Linked DNA regions of Zea mays: region 2 is linked to region 1. A link is a contact called in public Hi-C data. All regions are on one chromosome and are shown on one strand. The core of a region is the stretch at or near the end of the contact, and the rest is flanking DNA. Distances in the headings are between cores, read along the strand shown.

Evidence for each region. A called contact is a pair of places that touch in the nucleus more often than the background predicts.
Region 2: a contact with region 1 is called in a Hi-C map of ear, with 2.0 times the contacts expected there. The contact joins two enhancer-like sites. A contact is called at or near these places in 3 of 25 Hi-C or Micro-C datasets (ear, leaf and tassel).

Annotation. Positions count from the first base shown.
Region 1 is chr4:20,677,982-20,683,957 of Zm-B73-REFERENCE-NAM-5.0, forward strand. No RefSeq gene overlaps it. Among protein-coding and RNA genes, the nearest start is that of LOC100217198, 77 kb to the left of the region's middle. Within about 2 kb of position 2,205, at least 15 of the 20 cell types and tissues checked have an H3K27ac peak or open chromatin away from gene starts, as enhancers often do. A contact at or near this core is called in ear, leaf and tassel, where this site is marked.
Region 2 is chr4:20,881,011-20,887,262 of Zm-B73-REFERENCE-NAM-5.0, forward strand. No RefSeq gene overlaps it. Among protein-coding and RNA genes, the nearest start is that of LOC109945485, 60 kb to the left of the region's middle. Within about 2 kb of position 3,376, at least 17 of the 20 cell types and tissues checked have an H3K27ac peak or open chromatin away from gene starts, as enhancers often do. A contact at or near this core is called in ear, leaf and tassel, where this site is marked.

The DNA.
Region 1 (5,976 bases), core at 955-3,454:
TTTTAAAGATCTACAACTTTTATTTTGGTGGTTTCATCATACGAGGTCGTTTGAAAAAATCGAAAAATTAAGGATAAAAATGATTTTTAGTGGCGGTTCCTTAAGAAAAACGCCACTAGAAATCGATTTCTACAGGCGGTTTCTACCATGGTTTGAATCCTCATTTGTATATAATTTTAGTATTTTTACTATTTAAATATGGGAGAGCACAATGACGGTGGAAACGCAAAACCTTGTGCTTCAATATAGTAGAGATAACATGGGATAGGGACCCCTAGATCTATGCATAGTAAGTTACAATCAACCGGTCCTATAAAGGCCCTGTTTGGATCCAAGGGCTAGAGCTAGTTTGGGCTAGTTTGTGCCAAACTAGCCCAAAAGTAGCCAAACAGGAGGGCTAGAGCCAGTTTTTTGCAACTAGCCCACCCCAAAAAACTCTCCCCACCAAGGGGTGATTATTGGGGCTAGTTTGTTGGAATACCCACCAAAATCCTTTTTTCTCTCTTATCCTTCCGCACGGGATCCGCACGTTCCTGGGTCCGTTTCTTTTCTTCGATACGCAGGGAAGGACCGGCGCCGCCGTCCTCGAACCGAAGAAACGCTGCTGTCCTCGAGCAGGTCAGCCGCCGCCTCCCTCCGTTCCCTCAGCCTCCTCCTCCCTCTTTTCTTGATCCATGGAAAGGTAGTGGAGGGGCACGACTGGCCACATTGGAAAGAACAGGAAAACAACGGATTTGTTTTGCCCAAGGTATGAAAGAAGTCTTCAACCATGCACATGTCAAAGTTAGAAATGTGATAGAAAGAAGTTTTGGAGTGTTGAAGATGAAGTTTAGGATTTTGTTGAACATGCAAAGATTTTCAGAGGACAAGCAAACTAGAATTATTGTTGCATGTATGGCTCTTCACAATTTTATTCGAGAGAGTAGAATTGCGGATCGAGAATTCGAAGCATGTGATGCCGATGAAAATTATAACCCAATGCCTAGTTCTGCAGCATCAATATGGCCAGAAGACGAACCTCTTGTTGAAGATGTCAACATGAATGCCTTCCGTGATGACTTAGCTCATGCTTTGTTTCATGGAGTGTAATTTTTTTAATATTAATTAAGGACTTGTATGTTCATATGGGACATCGCATTTGTATGCAGAAATTAAACTTATTGTGATTTGGATGTTTGATTTGTGAAAATAAATTTATTTGTGTTATTTGTGTGTGGGAGAAGCCACACAAGAGTTTGCCACACTAAATCCGGATAAGGAAAGATTTAAATGAGACAAATGATTATAAAATAGCATTTATTGTAAACTAGCCCTTGGATCCAAACACGTAGAGGGCTAGAGCTAGTTTGGGCTAGAGTTAGAGCTAGAAACTAGCTCTAGCTCTAGCCGGGCTTGAAGGATCCAAACAGGGCCAAAGTCAAGCATACAAGGGAAAATCTACTCTAAACTAGATGTAGGATAGGGTACCATATACCAGAACATGTATACACCCTATGTCTTATATGCTATTCTTCTTATTCCTTGTACATAATATGTTGATCCTTATTGCCGAAATAAATACTTTTGAGAGTTGGTATCACTAGTAGAAAAAGACTCAAAGCCTGCGGTGTGGTATATTTTTATAGGCGGATTCGGTTATCAACCGTCTGTGCTATTTTTAGTGGCGGTTTCTTAAGAAAACCGTCACTAGAAATCATAGATTTCTACATGAAAACCGCCTGTAGAAATCATTGTGCTCCTTCATATTTAAACCATGGTTGTTGGCTCCTTCATATTGGAGCACAAGGTTTCCCGGTTTCTATCATCATTGTGCTCCTTCATATTTAAATAGTAAAAATGCTAAAATTATATACAAATGAGGAGGATTTAAACCATGGTTGTTGGCTCTAAACCCACATTTACACCCCACCTAGCCAACAGGTTACACATGTCTTTGTGTTTTATATTATATACTTAAGCAAAAATGAAAATCTTAACAACGTACACACACTTTGCTAGTATAGTTCGAAGGTAGAGTTACATGATTTGATCACTTTACAAGATATGTTAGCTAATTTGTTAATAGAAGTGTAACAGCTAATATAACATGTCTTGGTAGGAGCCGACGTCTGAATCCTTTATGTTAGGTTTCTTGTCCACTATGTTTAATGGCGTGCCTCGATTTAGTGGGCCTCATCTTTGTTGGATCGATTCGGTCCATCAGGATAGTACTGGGCTGAAATAGACGATGGGGTTTCCTGCGTCTATATCACCGACCGAACTAATTTGACTCATTTTAATTTGACGTAAAATATAGCCCATCATATGAATAAAGCAGCCACGGCATTCCATACTGCAACCATCACTCCAGTATTTGAGTCTCATGTTATACTCCTCGGTCACCATCAGTCCAAGGCTTCACTCAAAGTGCAAGCGGACACACAGTAGTGTTCACGTGTCCTGGTAATACCTATACTAAGTTTTTTTTTTCCATTGACAGCAACAAGCAGTGCTGGGAGCAGACCAGCTACTGTGTGTGGAGAATGTCAAATTAAGAAGCAAGGATAGGTACATGGTATGCCTTTGAAGTGGAAAGTAGGCTGAGTGGCAAGCAAAGACAGTGAGAGAGGAAATAGAAGCACTAGCTAATCCACTAACTAATTAACTGTATATGGCAGAGAAAACACGAGGAAGAACACAAGGCAGATTGATGTGGAAAGTGCCGGCCATTGTTGGAAAAATCAGGCGGCACATGGTCCAATATGCATCTTTTGAAATATCTAGATCAGAGCGTGTCAGCGTGACTACTTTTATAGTTTCTAGATTGAAATGGACATTCTCAATCGTCAAAGAAGTGCCATGGTCGCCTGGTAGGGTGGCATTACGGGTTAGGGTACAATTCCCCTGGCGCAACAGGAAAATGAAAAACTTCTGTGGACCAAAATAATTTTCGTCGACTTTTAGGTTAACCTATAAAATTCGAATAATTTATATCGACCACGAAGCAACTAACGGAGATTAGCTAATTTTAGTCGGTTGTTATTAGATAGCAAATAAAAAATAGCTAATTTCGACTGACAAAAATCAACTAACGGAGGTTAGATCTTTAATTGTGTTGTCATCCGAAACACCAAAATCATAAGGGGCCTTTCAATCTCCCCTTTTTTGGTGATTGATGGCAACACAATTAAAACTTACAAAAGATATAAATTAAAGCACAATTTTGAATCATAAGCTATAGAATGCCCCCCTAAATATGTGCTTTCTCGAAAATCTCAACTTTGGTCTTAAATACCAATTTGCACATACTTAGGCTAAAGTGCGAAGCATTTCTGTTCTTAGCATCTGGGGGTGCATAGTGCCATAAATCAAACTGTGATGCTCATGACACACATATGCACTCATTACAACATGGAATCCTTAAAATACCAATTAATCATTAAACACCATAATGACACCAATTTAAACGACATTACACCAATTCAATACAATATAAATCAATCTATCAAGATACACCATAAAGATATCAATTGAAACCCTATTATCAATATATCAAGCATCGTTAACACCACTAATGTATTATGATCACAATATTGACAATAAGAGAGAGATAAGCAATATCAACACTAAAATATTCTCCCCCTTAAGGTCAAAAGAAACTCAAGGAAACTTCCCCTTTTGTAGAATTGCGGTGTGCTCCGGCGATTCTCCATGATAAGCACAAATGTCAAATGGTATAGAATTGCACCAATCCTAGTTTCCTAGGCTGGACTGCGAACACAGCTGGACTAAAGGGGCCTTTAGCATGGGCTATGGGGTAGGTACCTTTAGTCCCTTTTGGTATTACAAACTAAGGGCCTGTTTGGATCAATGATGCTAAAGTTTAGCACTATGTTTTTAGTATTTAGAGATCCAAATAGGAGTACTAAAAAGTGCTAAAAGTGAAGTGCTAAACTTTAGCACCCAATAGCAATTTAGCTTCTCAAGGTGTGCTAAATTTTAGCACCCTGCTAAGGTTTAGTACATGGGATCCAAACAAGCCTAAGACTAAAGTATCTTTTTTTTCCTTTTCCTTTTCTTTTATGGTTTTTTCGTTCAATTATTTTTCATTTTAAGTAGTTTTTCGTATACATATTATATGCTACTACTATATGTACATAAACTATACATATGTTTTAATGTTTTGAAATAAGAGTGAAACCAATTTAAAGGAGCTTGTACATTAGAATGAGATCATCTCAACTCACCAAGTCAATAAAAACCATAATAACATAAATCAAGTCATTACAAACAAGATGTTTAAGTACACACCAAAATTCATGCAAACATAAGTAGATGACCAAGTTTGACTACTTTGTATCATAGGCTCAGTGAGTGTAAGTCACCAATTTTATAGAATAAAACACCACCAATATAAATCAACACATTAACTAATGTACTCCCCTTTGCTTCACAAGTACGAGCATAAGGTCAACTAATGGCGGTTAATGATGGTCAAGAAGTTACTGGGCTAGGTTCCTTGCTAATCACCACAACCCTTTTCTAGAATCCTTCTGTACTACGTGTTGGTCCAACATAGTCCCAATTATAACCTAATTGATAAATTGTCTAGTTTAGAATGGTTTCAAGGCTACAACCTACGACGTAGGTTAAACCATAGTACTCTACCTATAAACAAGATAACAAAAAAAGCTATGGGATCTATTCTGTAGTACGTGTTGGTCCAACATAGTCCCAATTATAACCTAATTGATAATTTGTCTAGTTTAGAATGGTTTCAAGGCTACAACCTACGTAGGTTAAACCATAGTACTCTACCTATAAACAAGATGACAAAAAAAAACTATGGGATCTATTTTGAGTTGACCACAACATTTTGGTTGTTTTGAGCACAAAATCATGCAACATCATGATATATATTGCACTCTGTTCCATCTCTAAGATTTGTACAATCTCACCTTAATTGTCCCACCTATTGGCGATATAAAAGCCAATTCGATATTTGATGTATATCTTGTATTATCAATATTAAATTCATTTATCAAACTCATTTGTCACTAAAGTGACTATCATAATTCAAATATAAAATACCTATATTTAAACTTTACTCTGCGAATTGTGTAGTCTACTGTGTAAAACAATGTAAAATAGTGTTTTATGTGACTATATGAATGAACTGCTGAACATGGTCCAAGCATCGTCGTTAACAGCCTCCACGCATCTCCCTTTGGATATTTGGTCCGTGTTTTGACTAGCTAGCTACTAGTCAATCCTATACATGGTTGATAAACCTCCTACCTACGTAGGTAGATTCCATGTATGCATAATCTCTTTTATACATCACTACATGAGATCATTTCAGTTTCGGCCACTAGTGCCGACGAAAACAGGTCATTTGCTATCGAAAATAATCTATTTTGATGGCAAATATATTATTTTTGGTGGTAGCTAACCACTACGGATCGTTGGCCAAAAGTAGGCTTTATTTTTTGGCACTATGGACTTGTTGCAAAAAATTAGGCTTTTATTTTCAGTGGTCGCCACCTTAATCGTCAAAATTTATTTTTCCATGTGCATGGCAATAGAAACAACCGTTTTACTCGAGGTGTTATTGGTATGTAATGAAGCTACTTATGTGCAACATCTATCATTACCTTTTCACCATCGTCATTTACAACTTCAACGAATCTCAATTTGCCATACTTCAGACAATTTTTCTATTTCCCGTGCTACCTCGTGAAAACATACAATTATTTTTGTACACATCAATTTTTTTATAATCTGTATCGACACCTTTGACAATTATCTTCGAGTGGTACTGTGAATACCCAGTTTGTAAAGAAGAGAAGTGAGGGTTTATTCTTTCTTTGTTTCTTTTTCCTTTTTTCTTTCGGGTGGTACGCCTTTGGGGTTGGGAATTTTTGTGAAGCATCCACTAGTAAAACAATAGAATTTTGGTCAGACTCATGCGCTGGGGGTCGGGAGTTGACGTGTGAA
Region 2 (6,252 bases), core at 2,126-4,625, 200 kb after region 1:
ATATATGGTGTTGATGATACATGTGTTGATTCTATGATATATGTGATGTCAATGATATATCTTTTGTCTGTTTGAATGTAATAATAAAAACAAATAAAAAGGGGTTTTTGTCACTTTGCTGAGTGTTACACTCGTCAAAGAAAGAACACCTAGGGACCAGTAAAGTTTATTTGCCGAGTGTTATAGTCATGGCACTCGACAAAGAAGCGCTCTTTGCCGAGTGACTCCCAGCGCACTCGGCAAAGGGACTGTCAAAGGGTCCATAGGAACCTTCTTTGCTGAGTGCCAGACCAACAGGCACTTGGCAAAGGCTCCCTGTTTGCCGAGTGCCTCCCAGGGTTCTCGGCAAAGGGACTAGTAAAGAGGTCCACTGGAGACTTCTTTGCCAAGTGCCAGACCAGCAGGCACTCGGTAAAGGTTTATTTACTATGGTTAATTGTCACCGTCATAAGTAGACATGTCAGGTTTATTTACTATGGTTGTACTTATTAGGCGGTCGAAAAATAACATATTTTCGACGGTTGTTGCTGAAAATAAACCATATATTATTTTGGTGTCGAACTTTCGATGGAGATAAATGGTCGAAAATAAACTTGTAACCGCCAGAAACAGGTTATTTTCGGCAGAGTGCACCGATTTCACTTGTTTCCGGCAACGTAACCGAAAATTTCCAGAATTCCTGTGGAGCTAGCGAGCAATAGAGCCAAACAAGAAGCTGTTGGGCCTCTCCTCCCCTCCCCTCCCCTCCCCTCCCCTCCCCTGGCCTCTGGTCCAAGCAAACCATGAACGTCCAGCCAAACAAACGTCTCGAAATAAGTAAAAACCAGCAGCTTGCATATATACACATGTTGCCATCGCCTGCTATAGCTAGTATCCAAGTTGTCGGTACCGAACCGTATCCACAGTACAAGTCGCAACTGAAGCACGTTACATATGCATATGCAGAAATAAACAGGGCCAACTTTCCACGAAACACCCGTGAAAGCAATCCCAGAAGAGGGTATATGCTTTTGTATTTTTCCAGTCCAAGAATATAATGCATAGACGCTATTAATAAAAAAAAACACATGGAAGGAACGGCTACCGCGACATGATCGACACAGCCAACATATCAGTATAAAGTCAAGTACATGGATTTTACTTTAGCCTTCGGTAACATGTTAATTTTTTTTCATCAATTGTTAGGCTATTTCCAATCTGTCACAGTATCCAAAATTGCCACTTATATATTATTATAGACTAGTCGGTTGCCCGTACGTTGCGACGGCTCACAATAATAATACCCACGTAAACTATACACCAAAAAAAATTTCAAGATTTTTTATTGATTGTCTCCGCTCTCCGCATAATATTTTTTATGAATGCACGGGTACCATAGACAGCAAATCAGGGACCCCATCCCTCGCCTCCCCCACTTCCAAGGTTTCGTAGAGCAGTAAGGGAAGGAAGAGGCGGACATACCTGTTCGTTGCCGAAGAAGGACACGACGTCGACGAAGACATGGGCATCTGGAGGCGACATAGGTAGTATACCGCTAGATACATACAGGGAGAGAGAGCACGCAAGTAGAGAAAAAAGCCCAGCCGGAGCAGCTCCAAACCGAGAGGCACCCACACCAGGCGTCAGTCTGAGAAGAACGAGAGAATGCGAGTGCCTTCCCAGCCCTAGACCCGCCGAGGCGACACAACACCACCACCAATTTCGTAGCATATGTCGATTGCTGCCGCGCTACGGGCCTTGGTTGTCCAATATCTCAGATCTGGACTTCTCATCGTCAAGATAACCTAAGCGTAGCAGGCGCCACCGTGTCCTCCTCGGCGGCACCCGCGAAGAAAAGCTAGGAGCAAGACCGACTCGACCGTACCCGCGTCGACGAGCATCGGTCGGCTCGCGGTTGCGACCGTGGGCGGAGGCAGGATGTTGGGGAGGAAGAATAGGGCGAAGGGCGGGAAGATGAACGGGACGTTCGACGACAGTGAAAACGATGGTGCATGTATATGCTGTGAAACATCCTCATGGACGTGCAATAGCCACTGCGCGGGTCAGTGTCGGGGCTGGTGTCGGACGAATCCGGGGAGAAGGCGCCTGCTCCCACGCCCTCTACTGAGAATGAGTGGCGCGGAGGCAAAGGCATGAGGGAAAAAAAGAAAAGAATCAGTATGACGAACGAGGTGACGGCAAATAAGAAATGACCGCGAATGCATGCATTTTACTGTATCTAAAATATATATAGCATTAAGATGCCGTATCTTTTCCTGACATGACTCTATATTGTGCATTTCCACGTTGTGCATGTATGCATTTAATAATTTCTGTCCAATGCATGCATGCCGTTTCGTAGTTTAGCACAGATACGGAAGGTAATCATGTTAGGGCAGAAAGAACAGACTACAGAGCTAAGAAGGGAGAACATAGCAAGTGGTAAGACCAGAAGGCTAAAATTATCATAACAAACTTCCATCTGTGTCGTTGTACGTTATCCCAATATAATTAATGCAGAAAACCAATGCACGTTGTATATCCATCTTCAGCTAGTAGCCGGGCCTGCTTTCCATGCGCGCAGCTCCCGGACGCAACACCATGTGGATCGAGAGCCCGCTAGCTATAGGCTCATAGGCTGGCAAAATACCCGCCGTCGTCTACGAGTATAGATAGCCAAACCAGCCACACGGTCCAATACTGGCACTAGTACTATTAGGCTCATGCTATTAGTCACGGCACTGCTAATCACTATTAATAATCGTGTCATGTCACGTCGACACTAGTACTGTCTATTGATCGACCCAGACACTATACACTATAATGTCTAATTGTGTCGTGCACTCGTGCTCGCACTATACGACACTAACAACTAATAGTGCATGTGTCAGTTCAGACATTATTTTACTTTGAGAACTCAAAAAACATATAAGATCTTTAAGATTATATGTAGAATTTTAGAACTTGAACATATATACCATTATAAAGTGAATTTATTATGCTTAAAATCATAACAAATCACAACTTCACAATCACAAGTACATACCATAATCACATCTACAGACTACCAGTTGGTCTACGCCGTGTCTAATCATATTGACCACCTAATCATGTTATGCTCGTGCCAGCCTATCATACCGGCGTGAAGGCCCGAACATGACACTAGACCCGTGTCATATTAGCATTGGTACTATATAAATTGTGCTCATGTCGTGCCAAAACATTACTGATCGTACAATACTTATTGTCCCACCTATTTGGCCATCTATATCTATTACACGCTCCCTCCCGTGTTCAACGCGCGCGCGTGTCGTGCGTACGTATGTACACATGCAGCATGGCCTGCACGTACGCGTACGAAAGCAACGGTGTCCCCTAGCTGTAGAAACGGGCGGCGGGCAGAACCCAGGCCTGTGAAGGGTGTACGCTAGCGGTCCTTGCTTGGCGTCGTCTAGCCGGCCGGCCCTCTTCCGATCGATCCGGACGCGATCGCGAGCGCGACGGTCCCGCTTTCGCGTGATTTGATCGGTGAGTGTCACATTTCGAAGCGCTACGACATACGTGTTGCCCCCCAGGATCGCACGTACAAGTACCTCACACGTGAGCTCATGTATGAGCACAAACGTGCCACGGATGCGCCTTTGCTCCTGCGCCGTCCAGTGCGTGGACAGCGGTCGGCGTCGTATTGTTGTATATATAGATCAAGGTCGATCTTCGAGAGTTATGGCAAGCACGCGTGCTGGCCCGTGGGCCATGGCGAGCACGTTTTACGTTATATACGTTGTGGGCTAGTTTGAAAACCTCATCTTCCCTTCCCAGGGATTTCTATTCTTCTAAAAGAAATTAGTTTATTTTCACTTGTTAAAATAGAAATATTTTGGAAACATGAAGTTCTCAAACTAGCCATGTGTATGATATTTTTTTCATAAATTTATCCAGCAGTTGTGACGTACGAGAAACGACATCCCATTTCACGATAAATTGTATTGTCTGTCATTCAACCCAAAGAACATGTATATATACAGGGACGACAGAGGCAGCAGTGGGACGGACGGGGCTACTACTGGTGAAGGGCGCCATTTCAGGGATCCTCGTCCCCACATGTGCATAGTGCCCCCACTCTCCGTCGATGGAAGGCGTCATTCTAGGGATCCTCCACGGCCGCCCACGCACCATCCTCAGCCTCGCCTCGCTCTTCGTCGACGGAAGGGCGCCATTCCAGGGATCCTCCATGGCCGCCCCTGCCATCCTCGGTCTTGCCCTGCTCTTTGTCGATTGAAGGGCGCCATAACATGGATGCCCCCACCCCTGCGATCCTCGCCTCCCACCCTGCATCTCCCCTTCCATCGACAACTCCCTCCCCCTGCCTCGCTTTCCGAGCCCCTATCCCGAGATTGTCACCAAAACACCCGCCGTCTCACCCCCCCCCCTTACGCAAATCTCCCTCGTCCTTGCTGCACCACCTCCTCGTCGAGAGCCATCATAGAAACGACGGACACCGCCTCGTCGCTCGCCACATCTGCTCGGATCGGAGTAGAGTAAGGTAACCCGCCTCCTCCTCCCCTTCGGTGCCACCATGCCTCCGTCTCCATCCCCTGCTACTCCGCCCCCACCCCCACCTAGCCATCGTTTGCCCAGTCTCCGCCGCCCCAATGGAGCAGTAGCCTAAGGCAATGCTGCCAAAAGCGGAGTCGAAGGAGGAGCATCGTGCGCAGATGAAACGGGAGTTTGAGAAGTAGCGGGTAGAGGACCGCAAGCAGTAGCAGATGATGTGGCAGACAAGGACGACGATGGCGCCTGAAAGTCGCCTGGAGGGGGGTGAATAGGCAAATCTGAAATTTATAAAGTTTAAGCACAACTACAAGTCGGGGTTAGCGTTAGAAATAAAGTCGAGTCCGAAAGAGAGGGTGAAAACAAATCACAAGCAAATAAGAACGGATGACATGGTGATTTGTTTTACCGAGGTTCGGTTCTTGCAAACCTACTCCCCGTTGAGGTGGTCACAAAGACCGGGTCTCTTTCAACCCTTTCCCTCTCTCAAACGGTCACTTAGACCGAGTGAGCTTTTCTTCTCAATCAAACGGGACACTAAGTCCCCACAAGGACCACCACACAATTGGTGTCTCTTGCTTTGATTACAATGATCTTGGGAACAAGAATAGAGGAAGAAGAAAAGCGATCCAAGCGCAAGAACTCAAATGAACACAAAAGTCTCTCTCTCTCTCTAGTCACTAATTTGTTTGGAGTGATTCCGAACTTGGGAGAGGATTTGATCTCTTTGTTTGTGTCTTGGAATGAAGTCTAGAGCTCTTGTATGAGGTTTGATGGCTGAAAACTTAGATGCATTGAAGTGTGGTGGTTAGGGGTATTTATAGCCCCAACCACCAAAATGGTCGTTGGTGAGGGCTTCTGTCGTATGGCGCACCAGATAGTTCGGTGCGCTATCGGACACTGTCCGGTGCGCCGGCCACGTCACCAAGTCGTTGGGTTCCGACCATTGGAGCTTCTGACATGTGGGCCACCGGACAGGACCTGTTCACTGTCCGATGCGCCATCTGACGCCTGCTCTGACTTCTGCGCGCGCACTGTAGCGATTCACTGTTCCTTTGCAGACGACCGTTGGCGTGTTTTAGCCGTTACTCCGCTGGCACACTGGACAGTCCGGTGCTACACCGGACAGTCTGGTGCTACACCGGACAGTCCGGTGAATTATAGCGGAGTGGCTCCTAGAATTCCCAAAGCTAGCGAGTTGGAGGGAATCCACCCTGGTGCACCGGACACTGTCCGGTGCGCCAGACCAGGGCAGCCTTCGGTTGCTTTGCTCCTTTCTTTTTGAACCCTTTCTTTGAACTTTGTATTAGTTTATTGTGAACCTTTGGTACCTGTAGAACTTATGATCTAGAGCAAACTATTTAGTCCAATCATTTGTGTTGGGCAATTCAACCACCAAAATCATTTGGGAAAAGGTGTGAGCCTATTTCCCTTTCAATCTCCCCATTTTTGGTGATTGATGCCAACACAAACCAAAGCAAATATATAAGTGCAGAATTGAACTAGTTTACATGATGTAAGTGCAAAGGTTACTTGGAATTAAAACCAATAATTATTTCTACTAGATATGCATGGATGGTTTTTCTTCTATTTTAACATTTTGGACCATGCTTGCACCACTTGTTTTGTTTTTGCAAATGTTTTGGAAATTCTTTTTCAAAGACTTTTGCAAATAGTCAAAGGAACTCATTTTGAGAAGCATTGACAAGATTTGAAATTTTC